2 separate regions of the Sus scrofa genome follow, and region 2 is linked to region 1. The links are chromatin contacts, called in public Hi-C maps. All regions are on one chromosome and are shown on one strand. The core of a region is the stretch at or near the end of the contact, and the rest is flanking DNA. Distances in the headings are between cores, read along the strand shown.

The links. Hi-C and Micro-C count contacts between places; a contact is called where the count stands out from the background.
Region 2: a contact with region 1 is called in a Hi-C map of liver, with 3 times the contacts expected there. The contact joins the promoter of C6H19orf84 here to the promoter of CTU1 in region 1. A contact is called at or near these places in 3 of 47 Hi-C or Micro-C datasets (heart right ventricle, liver and skeletal muscle).

The regions. Positions count from the first base shown.
Region 1 is chr6:55,744,415-55,747,068 of Sscrofa11.1, reverse strand. It overlaps CTU1 (cytoplasmic tRNA 2-thiolation protein 1), which reads left to right and starts at 1,326. Exons shown (of 4, transcript XM_021094859.1): 1 at 1,326-1,499. It overlaps LOC110261034 (myeloid cell surface antigen CD33-like), which reads right to left and starts at 1,205. Exons shown (of 6, transcript XM_021094852.1): 1 at 120-1,205. The coding sequence starts at 144.
Region 2 is chr6:58,474,648-58,477,301 of Sscrofa11.1, reverse strand. It overlaps C6H19orf84, which reads right to left and starts at 1,364. Exons shown (of 4, transcript XM_013995077.2): 1 at 1-1,364. LOC100513863 (sialic acid-binding Ig-like lectin 10) reads right to left here. Exons shown (of 12, transcript XM_021094936.1): 12 at 2,330-2,654.

The DNA of each region.
Region 1 (2,654 bases), core at 77-2,576:
AAGGCTGAGGATGGAACTTGTGCCATATCTGACAATGCCAGATCCTTAACCCACTGAGGCACCAGGGATTTCCCAGGAAGTTTATATTAATTTTAGAGGTAAGAAATGTCAACACTTACCGTGAGGTGAGAGAGGAAATTTCATTCATTCACCAGTCGTCTACACTGTGCCTTCAGGTTTCTAGTAAAGATCCAGCCCTTGTCTCTGAGGAAAGTAACATCCGGTTGGAAGGCAGGTTACCTGGCAATCCAATGCCATAGCGAAAGTGCCTGTGATGAGGGCAGCAAAGGCCAGGGATGGGTGGAGTTCTAGCTCTTCTGGACTGGAAAGGGAGTTCTCAGAGAGGTACAGGCCAAGTAAGGGCTCTCAGGCAGTCACAAGGGATGTGAGTTCTGCAGATAATCTTGGGCTCGCAGGTGTTACGTTCTCACTTTACCACTGTGCTGGGAATCCTCCACCAGCTACCAAGTTCTGTGATCTGTTTGTGACCAACCCCACCTCTACCCCAGCAGGGATGGGGCCTCTGCCCAGGACGTGCTCTGGCTCCTGGGTTGGAAAGGGAGGAGGGGTGTGTGCTGTCCGCGGTGCTGATTCAGAGTTAAGCGCTGACTGCATCTCTGGCGGGGGGCAGGGCAGGGGGGGCTGATCACAAAGAACAGAGACCCTATGTCTGGATCCAAGAGGTTCAATATGACAGATGTGCTGGTTGGTGAGAGCTGCCTCTCGAGTCCCCGGTCTCTTGGCTCCTTTAGTTCAAGGGTCTGAGTTTCTGAAACTCTGAGTCTCTATGACACTGGGCGTGGGGACTGGTGGGTTTCAGGAATCTGAGTCTTTGGAACACTCTTCAGAAGACGGAGTGTCGACGGCTGACGCACGCGCAGAGGCCTCGGCTCTCAAACACACTGCTCCCTCTCCCCAGCCGACACGCTCAGGCGCACCATGAACCAGTCCTGCAGGGCACGCGTGCATCCAGGGCGAACCGCTCCTCTCAGAATCTCTGTACTGCGCATGTCCCATCTCCTCTTTTTACACACGCGACCAAACCTTCGGTTCCCACCGAAACCCCATCGCAGAGGGTAAAAACATTATGCTCTATAATCCCTATAAAAGCCTAGCTACAAAAATATATAATTTTAACACAGTCACTTCGCCTTTTAAGCGTCCAGCACGGTGAGAGAGCACTACCACAGCAAAATAACGCATGCGCTACGGCCTTTGCCCCCTGCGCAGGCGCAGAAAAGAAAGAGGGCGGTGCATGCGGCAGTGCATTTTGGGAGCGGTAGGCAGAGTGAAAAATGGGGCCACAAAGGTTGCTGGGAGTTGTAAGCCAAGAGGACCTGGTAACCATAAGTGCCTCAGGAGCCGTTGCATGGGATTCTGGGAGCCGTAGGCAAGGCAGCCTCCAAGGTCTTTTGGGAGTTGTAGTCTCCGGATCCACTTCCGTGCCGGAGTTCCGCGTGTCAGACGGTTTGGACGATCCACCCCCGAGTTCTCCTCAGGTGAGTATTCCCCCGCCTCGAGTTGGTCCGCCCGTGAGCGCCCGCTCTTTGTTGCGGTGTCGTCTGAGGGTTGAAGGTCTCTGTGGGAGTGATGACACTCGCCTCAGTTTTCCCAGCGCCTGTTATCCCAGAGGCCTTCTGGCCACCATCCCCCTTCGGACCCTGCGGCCTGGCCTGTCTCTGGCCCGCACCCTCCCTCCCCCCCTCAGGTTGAGTTTCGACCATTTCCCTGCCCCTGACTCTAGCTGGGTACGTCCGCATTGCCCCTACTCTGTCCTGATAGAATGATGTTACATCCCATGGGTCCTTCTGACAAGGCTGCAATCCGGAGGCATCCCTGAGGCCTGGGCCCCGTTTTCCGGGGGCATTTATCATTCCCTCATCCCTCAGAACTTTACTGAGCACCCATCCTGTGCCAAGTCCACCTCGAGGCAGGGGAGGTCAGTGGTGGAGGAAGCAGACCCTGTCCCTGCGTTTATTGGGCTTGTTGCAGGACTTACGCACAGGGAGACAGGACACCGAGACCTTTTTGCCAGGCAACAGCATATATTCGTGCCCGCACTGGCTTAGCAGGTTCATATCCAAAGGCTGAGCCTCCAACACAGTGGGGCGTGGTCTTACATATCCTCCGTTATTATGATTATTTTTTTCCCTGCTTTGGTCTCTTTGTCCCCCTTATAAGGTAACATACATTCTGTAATTTCTGAGTGGACAGTTATAGATCCATGGATTCAGGTTATGGCACCTTGTTACAGAATCGTGCATGTGCACACAGGTGCTGATGTCACATGTTGCCTTCCCTTTGTTCTCCGAGGGGACTGGGAGGGCCTTCCCCCCTCCCCCCTCCAGGCTCACAGTACAGTACACACCTGTCACCATGAAGGGTAGAGTCGAGATCCAGTGCAGATGGAGGCATACAAGGGGCTCTGCTAGCCCAGAGGGGGCTCCTGACCCAGCCTGGGGTTGATCAAGTCTTCAAAGGGAAGATGCTTAACAGGCACATCAAACCTGACCTGTCCAGATGGAGAATTCTGGTCAGCGTCATCCCCCACCCCTCCAGCCATGACTAAATGGTCCCATCATCCTCCCAGGTGCTCAGGCCAAAACCTCCAAGTCATCCCTCTTTCCTCTTTTTTTTCTCATGACCCTACCCAC
Region 2 (2,654 bases), core at 115-2,614, 2.7 Mb before region 1:
CTGGTTTTGTCTTGTTACTGGTCCCCCAGTTTCTGCGATCTGCGTCTTCCCTCGTCATTTACCATGTATCTGGCCCTTTAAGGCCCTCCTATCCGAGCAAGGAGAGCAGGAGCGTCTAAAATTGACAGGCAAGTTCTGAAAAGTGACCAATCAATTCCCGCGTTGGCAGGGAACGAAGGTTCCGATTCGCTGAGGAACGCTGGCAGCAATAGGTCTGAGCTCCCTCCCGTCTTGTTACGTAGAAACAGCGCGAGAAGTCACCCTCAGCTCTGATTGGCGGGCGAGCTCGCGTTGCTTCCGCGTCTCCTCCCTCCTGCCGTCAAATCCGGGAGCTAGCACCTTCGCTCTTTGATTGGCTATGTTTCTGAGCGCCAGCCTTTCTCCTGCCCTCTGACTGGCTGTTCCCTCTCTGCCCCGCCTTGGGGCTGTAACCGACGATTTTGCCCGGGCTTTTAATGGTGTCTCGGGTTCGGGCTCGATCATTGCTGCCGAGTTCACGTCGGGGGAGTATTAGTCCAGGCATGGAGCTGCTGTGTAAAGCTTGGAGGAAGAAAGGGGCCCCAGGATGGGGGGAAAGTCCCACGCGGGTGTCCTTCACCTACTAGGGAGCCCCATTGCTCCATCCTAGGTTTAAGACCAGTCTTTTGCTTTCTCTGCCCCCTAACGATCTCGGACCGCCAAAGTCCTGAGATTCAGAGTTCCCTTGTGACACAGCGGGTTAAAGGACCCGGCGTTGTCCCTGCAGCGGCTTGGGTCGCTGCTGTGGCGCGGGTTCGATCCCTGGCCTGGGATCTTACACATGCTTCGGACGTGGCCCCCCAAAAAAAAAAAAAAAGATAGACATGTTTTGTAGTTATACCTCTTGGTGTTCATAGTCTCCGATTAACTGGCTATAGAGTGGCTGGCAATGCAGAAAGTTCAAGCCGGGTCTGCTGACCCCTAGCCAGTAGTTGTTGCTGTGTGCATCCACCGGTGCCTTTCCCCAAGAGGACTGGCCCACGAGAACCCTCCCTCCTTCCAAGTCTCAAGTCATTACTGCAGAAGTCAGGACTTTAACACGAATTTCAGTTATTGGCCCCTGGTCAAACCTGTTGCCCTAACAACACAGTCTTGCAATTTCCCAAGTCAAGGAAATTTCAAAGTGTTGTTCCCCTGGCAGGATTGAGGGTTAGTGGGAGAGAAACAGGCCCCTCCAGCATCCTCTTTCCTCTAAGTCAATTAAAAGGAATTCAGGAACTAAAGTGCTCATCCCTTTTAGGACCTGAGTTTGAGTTTCACTTTGCTTGTTGTTGTTTTGCTTTTTAGGGCGGCAGCCGAGGCATATGGAGGTTCCCAGGCTAGGGGTCAAATCAGAGCTACAGCTGCTGGCCTACACCACAGCCACAGCAATGTGGGATCCAAGCCATATCTACATCGAAGCTCCTGGCAACACCAGATCCCCAACCCGCTGAGTGAGGCCAAGGATCAAACCTGCATTCTCATGACTACTAGTTGGATTTGTTTCCACTGCACCACAATGGGAACTACCCCCCTTAAAGTTATTTTAACCCCCCCCCCCAACTTCCTTCATATGGAAGTTCCCAGACAGGGATGGAACTCGAGGCACAGCAGAGACCTGAGCCACAGGAATGACAACGCAGGATCCTTGACCTGCTAGCTCACCAGGGAATTCCTTTACTTTTTTTTCTTTGGAATTTCACTTCTGCTATTTTGTTGTGTGACGCTGTTCTTCTCTAAGTCCCATCTATAAAATGAGGCCGTTGTACAAACTACCTTGTATAAAATAAATATGCCTCAATGAGATACTCTCCAATACAGGAGATATGACCAATATTTTAGAGTAACTATAAATGGAGTATAACTTCCAAAAATCGTAAATCAGGAGTTCCCGTCGTGACTCAGTGGCTAACGAATCTGACTAGTAACCATGAGGTTGTGGGTTCGATCCCTGGCCTTGCTCAGTGGGTTGAGGATCCAGCGTGGCTGTGAGGTGTGGCGTAGGCCCGCAGCTACAGCTCCAATTGGACCCCTAGCCTGGGAACTTCCAGATTGTGCGGGTATAGCCCTAGAAAAGACCAAAGGAAAAAAAAAAAAAAAAAAAGTAAATCAGTATATTGTACACTTGAATTTTACATAATATCGTACATCGACTCTACTTCAACTTTTAAAAGTGTTTTTTTAAAAAATGAGGCAGTTGCATTGGGCGATCCTTTTCCATGAGCCTGTAATTCAGTTACTCTGCATATACTGGCTTCTGGGGGCCAAGTTCAAAGCTTTTTTTTTTTAATTTTTGGCCGCTCAAGGGTGATCCAGAAAAGAGTGGGTGTGGTTGTGCTCCAATAAAGATTTATGTTTATTTACGGACACGGAGATTTGAATTGCAAGTCATTTCCATGCATCACAAGACACTCTGCTTTTGACTGTCCCCACCCCCTTACTCATTGAACATGTAAAGAACAGGCTTGGCTCACAGGTGCCATGAAAATAGGCAGGGGGCCAGACCTGACCTGGGAGGTTGGCTTGGCGACCTCGCAAAGATGATGATTTCATCTCGAAAGGCCCTTCCGCCTTTGAGAAACCGAGACGGTGAGTAATCAGCCAGGTGGTCCGTGGGTTTGACGGAAGAAAAGCTTCTGCTGGCTTCTCAGAATAGC